2 separate regions of the Zea mays genome follow, and region 2 is linked to region 1. The links are chromatin contacts, called in public Hi-C maps. All regions are on one chromosome and are shown on one strand. The core of a region is the stretch at or near the end of the contact, and the rest is flanking DNA. Distances in the headings are between cores, read along the strand shown. Region 1 holds the start of LOC103653954 (putative GTP diphosphokinase RSH2 chloroplastic). Region 2 has its middle 28 kb from the start of LOC100381682.

Region 1 (7,014 bases), core at 1,731-4,230:
ACCAGCCTATGGCGCACCGGACTGTCCGGTGCCCAGGCTGGCCCGGCGGCGAACTGGCCGCTCTCAGGAATCGACGCGGCGACATGGCTATAAATCACCGGACTGTACGGTGGTGCACCGGACTGTCCGGTGAGTCATCAGCGCTCGCGCCCAAGTCTTCGGCGACGAACTCGTCGCTCTCGGGAAAGAAAAAGACGTCGCGGCTAAAATCACCAGACCGTCCGGTGGTGCACCGGACTGTCCGGTGAGCCAACGGCGCCAGCGGCCAACGGTCGCCTGCGCGATCAACGGGCGACACGTGGCTTAGCCAATGGTCGCACCGGACAGTGTCCGGTGTGCCAACAGATCCAAAGATCCAACGGTCGGCTTCGCCAGAAAAGGAAAGAGATCGCGCACCGGACTGCTACAGTAGTTGTCCAGTGGTGCACCGGACTGTCCGGTGCACCACTCGACAGAAGACAAGAATTGCCTTTCCAAGTTGATCTCCAACGGCTCCTAGCTGCCTTGGGGCTATAAAAGGGACCCCTAGGCGCATGGAGCAGTACACCAAGCATTCACTAAGCATCCTAAGACTCCCAGACTCCGCCTCCACGCATTTGATCGATTGTGTTAGTGATTTGAGCTCCGTTTGAGTTGTGAATCCTCTGTGATGTGTTTCGAGCTCAAGTCTTGGCTTGTGTGCGTGTGTGTGCTGCGGATTTGAGTCTTGCGTGTGTTAATCTCCCTCACTACGGTGCTTCTCTTGTGATAAACTTGTAAGGGCGAGAGGCTCCAATCTATGGAGATTCCTCGCAAACGGGAGAAAGATTACTAAGGAAGATAGCTGTGGTACTCAAAGTTGATCATTGGATCACTTGAGAGAGATTGAGTGCAATCCTTAACCGAAGGAGGTCACCACAACGTGGAAGTAGACATTGGCCGAACCATGGGATAAATCACTGCGTCTTGTGTCCATCTTATTTGTGATTGGCTTTCTTCTAGAATTCACACTTTAGCAACTTGGTTTTAATTGCACTAACATTTCATAACCAAGTGTTGGCTATTTAGTGTTGAAATTCCCAGGATCACCTATTCACCCCCCTCTAAGTGCTCTCAAAGAGGCAATGGCATGTCATTGAATCGCTTATATCTGAACCATTGTTTTCAGATCGTCTGATCGTTCTAACTGGGCGATCAGCCGATTAGTCGCGATTAGGTGACAATTAGGGCGATTAGTAGCCCCTGATCGACCCAAATCGTCCACCTGGTCGTCCTGCATATTTCTAGGACATATATATACACACACATATATAACACTATATATAGATATATACTTATATAGTATAGACTATACTTAAAATAAACTCAATAAAAGGATTAGACTATATGACCAAGATGCTGTAGCAAGCTTGAAATGATCACCAATTCACCATTCACCAACAAGGCAGCAGTATGAAAAGATGAAAACAGCACCAGCAAGTCTATATGAAACTATGAAACTGCAAGTCTACAACTTACAAGACAGCAGCTCTTTCACTCCTGTTGGACTACCCTGAGTAATTAATATGCTGATCGACTGATCGCTCATCGGTCGACTCATCGCTCCATATCGCCGACTAATCGGACGATATGGACGATTATCTCTCCTGATCGAATCGAGCACCCTAATCGAACCCAGAGTACCAATCAGCCCGACTAATCGCAATTAGTTGGACGATCTGAAAACAATGATCTGAACATAATTGCTCTGCTTACGGTGGCAATTGTTTCAACAAATGAATGCTTAACGAGATGTTCTTACATAGCTGGCCCGATTCTAAACCTCAAACTAACTGTTAGCACTTAGTAGCCAAAATTAGCTGAGAGGTTTAGCTAATATATTAGCTCTCAAATAACTATTAGTTATTAGCTGCTCCAACTCGGGTGTTTGAATGTACTAGAGCTAATAGTTAGGGTGGTGTTTGAATGCACTATAGCTAATAGTTAGTGGCTAAAATTAGTTATAGACATCAAACACCATAGCTAATATTTCAGCTATTAGCTATTTTTAGTAAATTAGCTACTAGTTAGCTAGCTATTTGTTAGCTAGCTAATTCTACTAGCAAATTTTTAGGCAACTAACTATTAGCTCTAGTGCATTCAAACACTCCCTTAGTTGGCTAAAAATTGCTAGTGTAATTAGATAGATAACAAATAGCTAGCTAACTATTAACTAATTTACTAAAAATAGCTAATAGCTGAACTATTAGTTAGGTTGTTTGGATGTCTACAGCTAATTTTAGTCGCTAACTATTAGCTTTAGTACATCCTAAAATCAGCTAATAACTTATTATCTAAATAACAGTTAGTTTTAGAGGTTTAGACAATATGCAGCCGATACGGCCAAGTCAGTATAAATCTACACAATTGCACGTCTGTTACCTGGCAACTGGTCGATGCGAGGCCAGAGGAAGTCGACCTTGGTCGAAAGGCACGCCCCCGATGCAATCGCCACGGCCGTGACCGCTACCTGCGCGAGCGTCGACGCCACGGCGCCGTGCACCGCGCCGCTTCCCCCCGCGCCCGCGGCGGCAGCCGCCGCGATCACCTCCCGGGCACCCACGAGCGTGGCCGAGGCCACCGCGAGCCGCGGCGCCACGTGGTCGAGCAGCACGCACCCCATCGTCATCCGCGCCCGCGTCGTCCTACCCCCGCGCCCGACGGTCGCCGCCGGGAGCAAGGCGAGGCGGCGGCCCAGCATCCCAGAGTCGGAGACTGCAGTAGACGCCGGCGATTGCTTCATGCGAGCGAGCCGGGTGTGGGGGCCGGTTTCGTTTCTATCTCATCCTAGCGACGCGAGTCGCGACGAGGGTCACTCACACGGCACGGCACGCGAGTGGCGACGAGGAACGGAGGGTGAGAGCACGAGAGGGGGCGGTCTGTTTGTGTGGCTGCGGCTGGGAACTGGGTCACGGGAGCTGTCGACGTTCGTCAGTGGCACGGTTCTTTCCTCTTCCTCTACCTGTCCTTCTAGCCTCACGGCTTGTTTTTCCCAGATATTTTTATCATCATTTATTTTTAAATTGGCTACACATATGACTTGCTTCTAAGAAAAGGAAATGGTACAGATACAACCTACGTTGGCTGTTCTCGACCTCGATTATTCATAGAAATATTAGGCACCGCACCAAATAAAACCCCCCAATACACATCACATGTGTTCTGGACGAAAATTAATGGCCTACGTTGCCCGTTCTCGATCTGATTATTCATACCAATATTCGGCACCGCATCAAATAAAATTACCAGTGCACACCACGTATTTTTAGAAGAGAACAATGGGTGAAGCAGCCCACTAAACACATTCAATCATCATTTTAGCATGCACAAAAATAAACCCAATCCTGAATAATGACCGGACCAACTTGTTGAGATAAATTATGTTTGCCAACTTCGATTTACAGAAATTCTTACAACAACAGGATGTGGAAGTTGACTCCTCAATTCTCATATGTGACAAATGCATCCGCCGGTTAGCTTTGAATGAAACTTACTCACAACGGAAGTTACAAGGCCTATATCACAGGTTAGATCATTGACAAGAAATCCCCAGGGGTGAGTACAAACGCATGACCGATATTTTTATGCGGTCAGGCCCATGTTTCACCTTTTCTTTAGTAGAATCACCCCACGGAGCCTGAGCAGTGCAGCATGAATTTGAAAGGAAATTCTCATCAAGATGTTAACATCATTGATGATCTCTTGATCCATTATTACTAGTATCAACCCAAGGATCTTACATGCAGATTTGCTTCTTAGAACAACGATGTCCCTCCAGAGGGTAGGCGACCTGAAGCTTGCAATTCCTTCAGAGTGCTTGCCATCCAGTCCAAGCCCTCATAAAGGCCATCACCTTTAAGCGCACAGGAGCCTTGGATGTGCCAGGTGCGATTCTTCAAATCGTAGAGGCCAAGGCCCTCACACACCTCCATTGGTGTCATTGCCCCTTTCTAAAAAAAACAAGGAAAATTACATTAGGGAGGAGCAGCTAACACAGGTGTACTTATTAAGTGCAGAGGGTGTTTTATGTAACAGATGCACAAGAACATATCTGATCAAGACACAGACATATTCTTCACATATTGTCCTTAACAACAGGCCAATAAATGAAACGCGTCTTGCAAGCAATGATATGTTTCATGGTAGAGTATACCTTCCTCATGCAGCACTCACCCTGAATTGCGGATGCCAGCGAAGAACAATCACATTTACACATAAATTAAACTAAACACTGGGAGTTAAATCAATACAGTATAAGATAATACGTAAAGGTCTGACTGAACCATTCTTTAAGATAACAGAGTCTGATTGCAATGCAATGAGATGCAGCATAGTATTCTTCATTAAAAACTGAAACGAAGGTGCATCTTGGTATATGAATTGATGTTCTGAAGACGAGTAAAGGAATTTTTTTCACAAGCAGCCAGATATATCAAAGTAGTGGTAGCACGATTGAGTCACTATTTATATTTTTTTTTCTAGAATGTTTGTGTTAATATATATATATATATAAGCGAAAGGGCCTCTAGCTTAATGGTTAAGGCTTCCGAATAGCACCTCCAGGTCCCGGGTTCAATACCCTCAGGGCGAATTTCGGCTTGGTTAAAAAAATCCCCTCGTTATGCCCCGCTCGCTCCCGAGTTACGTCATGCGCTCCACCCTCCGACTGGACCGTTGCAGAGTGGATGGTGACGGCCCGCTAGTGATGGAGGCGCAGGGTTCGGAGATTTTCTCGGCCGGGACCATGTTTCGATCTTTTCTTAATATAATACCGGGAGGCGGTCTCCCCCCCTCCCGGCCGAGCTAATATATATATGAAGGGTCAAGTATTGTTGCCTCACCATATCTTGTTTATTGGCAAATACCAATATGACACTGTTAAGCATGAAAGGATCATTGATTATTGCCTGCAACAGAATTGTTCAATATTAACTTGGTTGAAGAAATTAAATTCAGCGATAAGCAGCTCTGACTGACAATCTACAGACCTGAAATTCAGCTTTAGCTTTTCCAATCCTCTCCCGATCCAATGAATCAACTACATAGATCTGCAACACCGAACATGCATAAAGAGTCACCGTGTATGTCGTAATCATAAACCCGAAAAAACTCTGGAATTTGAAACGGTATCTTGAGGAAGAAAAGCAGCAATGGATGCATAATAATGTTTCACTGAAGGGAAACAGTAACTGCCCCTGAAGATTACCAGTGATGAGATTGACAAACAAAATAATTTGAGGAGTATCCCCACAAACTCAAGAAGTGAAGAATAAATAACCCAACCCGTCAAGCAGAACAATTACAAACAATCGATATCATTTCATAAAGGTCTTAAAAGAATAATAAACATACCAAGCCATCAGTATTGTTGAAGTAGTGCCTCCACAAGGGCCTCAACTTTTCTTGGCCACCAACATCCCAAACAGTAAACATCACATTCTTGTATTGAACTTTCTCGACATTGAAACCTAGTAGTAGCATCAGAGAGATATCATCACACATGAATTTGCAGGCAAAGTGAAACATTTATTTTTAGTAATCCTCATAAAACCTTTAAGAACATATTGGTTGGTTACTACTCACTCCGTTCATAAATATATGACACTGTTGACTTTTAAAAAAAACTTTGATCACTCGTCTTATTCAAAAAATAATAATGAGTTATAATTTATTTTTTGTGATTTGTTTTATCACTTAAGATAGTTTGTGCTTGACTTAAAATTTTACATTTTTGAATAAATATTTTGAATAAACGATTGGTCAAAGTTTTCGAAAGAAATCAACGATGTCATATATTTGTGAACGGAGGTAGTAATATACAGCTATATATGGAGCAGCAAAGTATTTAACTGGAGGAAATATACTACTTTTAATCTAAGAGCGTTCAGCTAATCATTTGGGTAAATCTGTAATTGCAAATTCGGCAATTCGCAACCCCCATATAGCACGAGCATCATTTTTTTCACCCCGCAGCAGAAACCTACTTTTGCCTCGGCAACACATCAGGAGAACTGGTACCATTAATTAAATTAAACTAACGAAACTGAAGGAATTCCTGAAACAGATAGCCTACCAATCGTGGGAACAGTCGACAAAACCTCCCCGATTTGCAGCTTGTACAAGATGGTGGTTTTACCGGCGGCATCCAGACCAAGCATCACAACCTAACAAGCAAGCAGAAAACCACAATCAACAAAATGATACAGGCAGTTCATTGAAAGTACAACCAGATAGCGAAAGAAAAATCGCGGCGAAACGATCAGCGGACCCTCATCTCGCTGGTGCCGAGGAAGGCATCGAACAGCTTGCGGAACGCCTGCCCCATCGGCGCACCGAAATCAACCCGTCAACACGCGAGCACCAAACTTCCTATCGGATTCTGGAGCAGCTTCGTCTTCTCCAAGCCGCCGGAGTTGATGAAATCAGCCAGGCAGGTGGAGTTTTTTCTGCTCTTAGCCTCGCAGAACTAGTCGTGTAAAAGCCTTGTGAGTGACGATGATAGAAGTTTCGCCAGATTTTACCCGTGACGTGAGAACACATCTGAACCATTTGCGCCTACACGAGCGGTTGGGATGCAGAGATGGCGTCGCGCAGCGAGCACGCCTTTCTGCGATTCCTTCCGTCCCGTCAATCAAAGACCAAAGTAGTCAAACGATGCATACGGGCATACGGCGGCGCACGGGATCTATTTTCTTAACCAATACAGTTCTGAATGGATTAAAATTAAATCTATATCATAATTCATGCCCTAAAATTATCTAAGTCTATTTAATTTTTTATTCGGCTAAACTCAACATGGATTATAAACTAAGGGTTTGAAAAAAATTAAACTATGAAAAGTATGGATTATATTCATAGCTCATTAGCTATGGAACAAAATCCATAAAAATATTGCACAAGTTTATATTAGAATCCATGGATCAAAAGAATAATTAGTTTTAAAAGATACATAAATTAAATAATGAATTTAATGTTATCATAGGATTGAATGTGAGG
Region 2 (7,014 bases), core at 1,276-3,775, 270 kb after region 1:
GGGATTCTATCTTCTCTGACTCTGATCGTGAAACAGGCACGCACACAGTTGAACAAACGTGCATGGGGGCGGCACATGTACAAGAGGGGAATAAGAAGCATCGCCCTACATACCATGTGCCCCCTAATTAAGCGTGGCACGCATACTATAATCCAACATGCAGGTAGTACAATTAATTAAGAGTACTATACTAGCTAGTACTTGTTTATATAATAGGAGTATTAATGTAGCTGACACTGACTGTTTACTTGTTTAGCTATTAGACTATATATGTTAAGCGCACCGTGTGTGTCGACTGTCGATCTGTTACTTGCTGCATGCATGTGCTGGACTAGCTACTACTTGTTCCTCTGCAGGCATCCCGGCTTAGAGAGACAGTACAGTGAGCTTTACGGTTCACTGGTTGCTCGCTTCTGAAGTAATTTGTTTTCCTACACGGCTACACGTACACGTGTACGTGACACAGAGCGATCTGATCTCTGGATCGCATATCGTCCATGTGTAACGAACTGATATTTGTGTAAGGGTTTTTTTTATAAAGGTTATTGAGGTGGTGGTGGAAAGGTTTAAGTGTTAAATGTGATCTACGGTTGGATCACGATCTAATGGATCAGATAATTTGCTTACACTCTTGTACAGAAAGACTGTTTGCATATCAGTCGTTGCCTTTGTGCAAATGATGACATAAGCCATGCCGTCGTGGCTGTCTGCAGAATGTGTCATCAGGCTTAGCTTAATTATTCCAAATGCTCATACCATGTGCGAGAGCGAGACTATCCTCATTGACGAAATAGATATATCGAATGAAGCAAAGAAGAAGAAGCAGCAGCCTTCCTCGGTTTTAATTTGATCACACATGCATGCATCTATTCTGCACCTTTGTTATTTTATTTCCTTGCATTAATTGTTGGGGAATCGAAGAATGGAATTCATATCTAGAGAAAGCAGTGTGTCTGTCTGTGCATGATATTCCGCCCACTAATAGCTAGCTACTCCATCCGTTCATAAATATATAACGCCATGCATTGACTTTTTTTTAGAAAACTTTCACTACTCGTCTTATTCAAAAAAAAAAAAATAATGAGTTACATTTATTTTTTGTGATTTATTTTATCACTTAAGTTAGTTTGTGTTTGACTTAAAATTTTTCAATTTTCAATAAGACGAGTGGTTAAAGTTTTCGAAAAACGTCAATAATATCATATATTTGTGAACGGAGGTAGTACTATTTTGTGCATATGTGTATCCTGACAAGCCATATCGCACTTTTCCTCAGCCACTGGTTATCTTAGATTAGCTACGGATCAGTCCAAATATACTTCCGTAATCGCCAAATTAATCAGTTATGTCCACCAAGGTATCAATTGTTGGTGTGCTTTCCCCTCTCTAATCAGTTGTTTTGTTACATATGCTCATAAAAATAATTTTGAAGTATACTTTTATGAAACTGTGTTTCAAAACAAAAAACAAAAAAATCTGAGCTCAAGATACACAAAATAATTAACAGTATGCAACTAAAGTTTGGAATAATATTAACTTGTGATACCTTGAAAACCCCACTTATTTAGAACTCTGACGAGGGAGTAATTTATGTACCACCATATCCCCTGGTGCACATATATTTTGACCTCTTCAAATCTAGCAATTTGTTCTTGATTAGTAAGCTACGTAGGTAGCTACTAGCTAACATATATATAGGAGTATTAGGCAAATCGTACTCTAGTGTCAAGGATAACTGTATAGGAGTATCACACATTATACAGACTGAATAATTATATTATCTCTTGCCAGTACGTGAGTATAAAAAATAAACTAGTGACGCTAATGAGTAGGGTACATCACCTATATATCCTGTCCATACGCCAATGCCCTGTCCACGCTTACCTAAATCTGCCCGGGATGTTACGTTGCTCAGATCACGTGGACCGATCGATATTCCACTCGAAATGGCCGAAGGTGCTTGAAATTTAATATATATATATATACGGCTGGTTTTTCAGTCACTTGAGAAAAAAATAGGAAAACTACCCATGAAGTTCCATAAAACTTGCGTTGTGCGTGTGAAGCCCAATTAAACACTGATTTGTCTCTGCACATCGATCCTTGCATTGGTGTCATTTCAATCTGCTCGTGATTAAGGCACGCGTTAATCGAAGTGCCTTGCGATGAGACCAATATGGAGTACTACAGTACGTAGAGTAATCCAGTTTGGGGAGGCGTGTGTGTACATGTGAACCACGCAGTTGATTTTGATTAGGTTGCCGGGATGCTTTTAATTAGTACTACTCAGGAAGGAGACAGCGCAGCGGGGGGGGGGGGGGGGGGGGGGGGTCACCTTTGCTTCCACTGACAGGCATCTTCTCCCCTCGATTTCTGCTTCTCGAAGTGAGCTCCCGATCCTTAAAAATCGTTGACTTGGAGAAGGCCGGGAACAGGAGTCAAAATTTGGACCCCCAAGTCGGACTGGATGGATTTAAACTGGGCTCTTGAAGGCCTTTGGAGTTTCTGGCTCAAGATCAATAAGCCGTCGGCCCTAAACTAAGTTCAAAGCCCATGGACATGTATAAGCAAAAGGCCCAGTTTACCTGTCATGGTCTGATTTTCCTTCTTTTTAACTTAAAACTAGGCAGCCTACCCTGACCAACTTAAGGAAACCATGTACATTACATCCTAGTTCAGGTTAGAAGTTGTTTCAGGTGGGTAAATAATTTTTTATATATTTTTCACGATTTAGTAATTTAGAATGATTTACTATTTTGGGATATTTACATTATTTCTATTTTTCTAAGGCTAAGTATAGTTTTAGAATATTTTAGAGATACTTTTTGAAGCTATAACTATCTTTTTTTTTGGGATTGTTGTGTCCAAATTTACCGGTTTTTTCTCCTAACTGAGGATGAAACCATCTTAAACCCCAAATTTAACCGGAGTAAGCAGGCAATTTAAATGGATTTTGAGAGTTGGCAAGATATAAGATATGTGATTTTGAAATTTAAGAAGAAAAACTATAATGCCAAAAAGGATATAAAGGATTTTTTCATGGTAATATAGAGCTTGTTTGGTTGGGCTTCAAAATTTGCCCACCAAAATCATGGCAAGGCAAAAAAAAAAACTATTAGGCTTGACAAATGCCGTATCAGCCATCATGGGGCTTCACCTCCAACCAAATTAGTATCACATGTTGTCCTTTTGACTATTGCAGCACCAACAACTCAGAGGTCGTAGGGAGCTCCTCGTCGTATGGTTACACTTCTAAACCAACAATCAAGAAGCATATAGCTAAAAATCATGCATCACGGCCTGAATAAAGGAGATTTACATTATAGCGATTATAAAAGAAAAGATAAAGTATAAGTTACATCATTAAACAACTACATGTAACTAACTTGTGGTCTATGCACATAAAGGACCAAGATATCTAAGAGAGATGAATTAGCAGGGGCGGATCTAGGAGGGTTTATTGGGGTCAGTCGATCCTGATAAAATTTGTAAACCCTTTAGCAAAACACCGTTAAAGTTTTAAAAATATTAGATCATATAGTGAAATTCACCTCAATGACCCCAACAATATTTCTTGTTAGATTCGCCACTGTGAACTAGGCTTCTCTAAAAATTCTTGCATAAGTTATCTATAGTATACTTAAAGTACCAGTTTCAACGGTCGTCCTACGTCGTTTTTTTTTTGCAAAAAGGCCCTTCCACTTATTCCAAATCAAACAGTAGACACGTGTGAAGCGCTAGATTGCGATCACCAACGGCCTACACTGATCCCCAACTCCCTCTTTTCCCGCTGCCTCTCTCGCATCGCTACCGCCATTCTCGTGCACTTGAAGGAGAAGATAAGCCTTCGAGCACGCGCCCTCTTTCACACGTCTCGCACTGCGCCGCCGCTGCGCAATTATTTGTTTGCAGGTGCATGTGATCGCACATGGATATGTAACAACCCGCCCAATCCCTGGACCGGCGGTACTCACTCCTGGCAGCTCTCTAGGATCATATATTGTCCCCACAGACCAACACGAGTCTTTTGTGTGCACTTTGTCCTCACTCATGCGCACCCGAGAAAACTTCCCGGTCGGTCACCCATCCCAAATTGCTCAAAGCCAAGCACGCTTAACTTGGAGGTTCTTTTGAGACAGACATCCGAAAAAGAAGATGCACCTTGTTGGTATGGATACTCTATTAATTCTATTAAGCCTTGGGTCAGGACATCACCATCCTAGGGGCCAGGATATCACAATCCACCCCCCTTAGAAGACCGACGTCCTCGTCGGTCAACCCCAATTCAGGAACCTCCCCTCTTAGCCACGTCTGTGTGTCTAGTGTCGTCATATGTCATGCCATGTGACCACTCCGGGCCCACATGCGCCATGCGCCATATACCCGAACCCCTAGCCCACACACGGCCATGAAACCGCGAGGGTCGGCTCTGATACCATTTGTAACAACCCGTCCAATCCCTGGACCGGTGGTACTCACTCCTGGCAGCTCTCTAGAATCATATATCGTTCCCATAGACCAACACAAGTCTTTTGTGCGCACTTTGTCCTCACTCATGCGCACCCGAAAAAACTTCCCGGTCGGTCACCCATCCCAAATTGCTCCAAGCCAAGCACACTTAACTTGGAGGTTCTTTTGAGACAGGCATCCGAAAAAGAAGATGCACTTTGTTGGTATGGATACTCTATTAATTCTATTAAGCCTTGGGTTAGGACATCACCATCCTAGGGGCCAGGATATCACAGGATACAGGCTCCAACACTCTCTGTTTCGACCTCCGGGGGGCGTGGATGAGAGTGCAGACAATATCATCCCACTCTCATGACGACGACGACCTCTCGTGTCATGGCTCGGTCTACGGACTCTCGCTGGCCAAGGTGGAGACGCCGCTGGGCAAGCCGCTATAGACCATGAACCTGGACGACTTCCTGTGAACCATACTCCCAGGTGCGGTGGGCCCGCCCGGTGGCCAAGAAGACGGTGGACGAGGTATGTCACGAGTCGTGACATCCAGAGCGCTGGTGGTGGCGGTCGCCAGCCCTCCATGGCGAGATGATGCTCAAAGACTTCCTCTCCCGCGCCTAGAGATGTCAATGGGGAATTCCCCACCGGGTTATAGCATCTCATACCCATCCCCATCATGTTTGATCCATCCCCATACCCATCATGGGTACAAAACTCATCTCATACCCATCCCCATTCGGGTTTTGGGTCCCCAAGGGGTCCCCAGCCCCATTTAAGGGATAACTAGGTACTAACATGTAGCACAAATTATCTAGATTTCAGACATCACTACATCGGCATGCACTCATCCATGAACCATGATCCATTCATCCATCCATCAGAAAAAATAAGTACTTCCGGACCGATAGAAGAAATGGAGAAATGGAGTTTGCTCACCTTCCTTGGTCACCATCTGAGTTCGTTGGCGCTTGAGAATCCATGGTCGTCACCATCGTCTGGGCAGGGCGTAGCATATGGCTGGTTATTTTAGGGTTTTGTTTTTTGCTAGTCTGCTAGTTGCCTTGTCGTGTTGCCTTGTTGGGCTAGGACCTAGGGCCTGGTGCGCTACCATGCTGGGCTTGGTGGCCGGCTCGACCTCAACTCATTCATACAAACACGACAGGTGTACACGTATGAAATACCCATGGGTAATCGTGTTCGGATTATTGCTTCCCAAACCCATACCCGTTTATCCAATGGGTGGAGATTTTGTCCCATATCCATACCTATGGGGACAATTTTCATCCCATACCCGTACCCTAATAGGGGAATTCCCCATGGGTTGGCGGGTATCGGGTCCCCATTGACATCTCTACCCGCGCCGGTGCCGCCGTTGATGCACTCCGCATTGGATGCACTAGTACCCACCGTAGCCGTCGCAGTACGCGTTGTCGCTCCTCGGCCCAGATGTGGATGCCGTGTACCACATCGACTGAGCCGACGTTTTCCTCTCGTACTTGCACTCGCAAGCGGTCGGCCAGAAGCGTCGCGCCGCGCGTGGGGATGGCATTGTGGAGAGGATGATGGAGTGGCGACAGAAGCGAATGATCAAGAACTGCGAGGCCGTCGCGAGGTCATGGGCCAGGAAGCAGGTGGGGTTCCATTCCACTTCCACGAGTCCAGTCCCTGCCTCCCTGGTCCCTGCACGACATTTTTAAGCTCCATCTCCATGTATTTTCTTCCCCAGGCGTATACCAACGAGCTAGAGAACAAGATCGTCCTGCTGGAGGAAAAGAACGAGCATCTCAGGAAGTTGAAGTTAAGGATCAGAAAACTCATGTGGTCCCTCCCTTGTCTGTGCCTCCATGTTTCAATTCAATAGTTTGTTTTGAGCTTCAGCAGCACTAGAGTTATCGTTCTTGGTGGATTCACTGATTTAGGCAAACCTCCCCTCTCTTTCTGTCTGTAGAAACAAATGCCGTATGAAGACATTTAAGTTGTCACAACATTCCAAATTTCAGTCTGGCGAGAGAAAAAAGATGGAGCACAATGAAGAGCATATGCATTCCTTAGACAACTTAATCCATCGACTGTTCCACCTCCAAGAGTTTGTGTGCATTGAGCTGACCATGTGCTTGGTTTGGGTGTGGTGTAGATGCTGAAACCACTAGAGCTGCCAACAGAGCAGCTCGAGCGGCGGCCATTGCCACGACCGGATAGGATGAAGCCACCACCGGTGCCGCTGCTGCAGCACCTCCATCTAACGAATTCTGCCAGTTTCTGATGACGAGACCATGAGGTCTAATCAATGGGGTCTCTGGACTTTGAGATGTGAATCAATAAAATCCTGCTCTGGTCTGCTCTTCTCTATGGTCTGTGGATTGGTGTTGTTGCAGTGGAAGGTACTGTTGCCACGCAATCCGTTCCATGCCCGTAACCCTACACTTGTGTGCTGCTATGATGGGGAGATAGATCATCGTCATCTGCTCTAGGCGGAGGAGACAATAGGGCAAGGTAGGGTGGTCGCCATACCTTGCTCTATCACGTGTCGTTACCAGAATTACTCCCTGA

The links. Hi-C and Micro-C count contacts between places; a contact is called where the count stands out from the background.
Region 2: a contact with region 1 is called in a Hi-C map of ear, with 2.2 times the contacts expected there. The contact joins the enhancer-like site here to the promoter of LOC103653954 in region 1. A contact is called at or near these places in 2 of 25 Hi-C or Micro-C datasets (ear and tassel).

The regions. Positions count from the first base shown.
Region 1 is chr4:163,833,989-163,841,002 of Zm-B73-REFERENCE-NAM-5.0, forward strand. It overlaps LOC103653954 (putative GTP diphosphokinase RSH2 chloroplastic), which reads right to left and starts at 2,981. Exons shown (of 17, transcript XM_008680773.3): 1 at 2,401-2,981. The coding sequence starts at 2,761. LOC100284295 (ADP-ribosylation factor) reads right to left here and starts at 6,535. Exons shown (of 6, transcript NM_001157190.3): 1 at 6,287-6,535; 2 at 6,092-6,182; 3 at 5,371-5,486; 4 at 5,007-5,066; 5 at 4,860-4,925; 6 at 3,344-3,968. The coding sequence starts at 6,343. The coding sequence ends at 3,774.
Region 2 is chr4:164,108,971-164,115,984 of Zm-B73-REFERENCE-NAM-5.0, forward strand. It overlaps the pseudogene LOC109945849. Among protein-coding and RNA genes, the nearest start is that of LOC100381682, 28 kb to the left of the region's middle. Within about 2 kb of position 2,526, at least 14 of the 20 cell types and tissues checked have an H3K27ac peak or open chromatin away from gene starts, as enhancers often do. A contact at or near this core is called in ear and tassel, where this site is marked.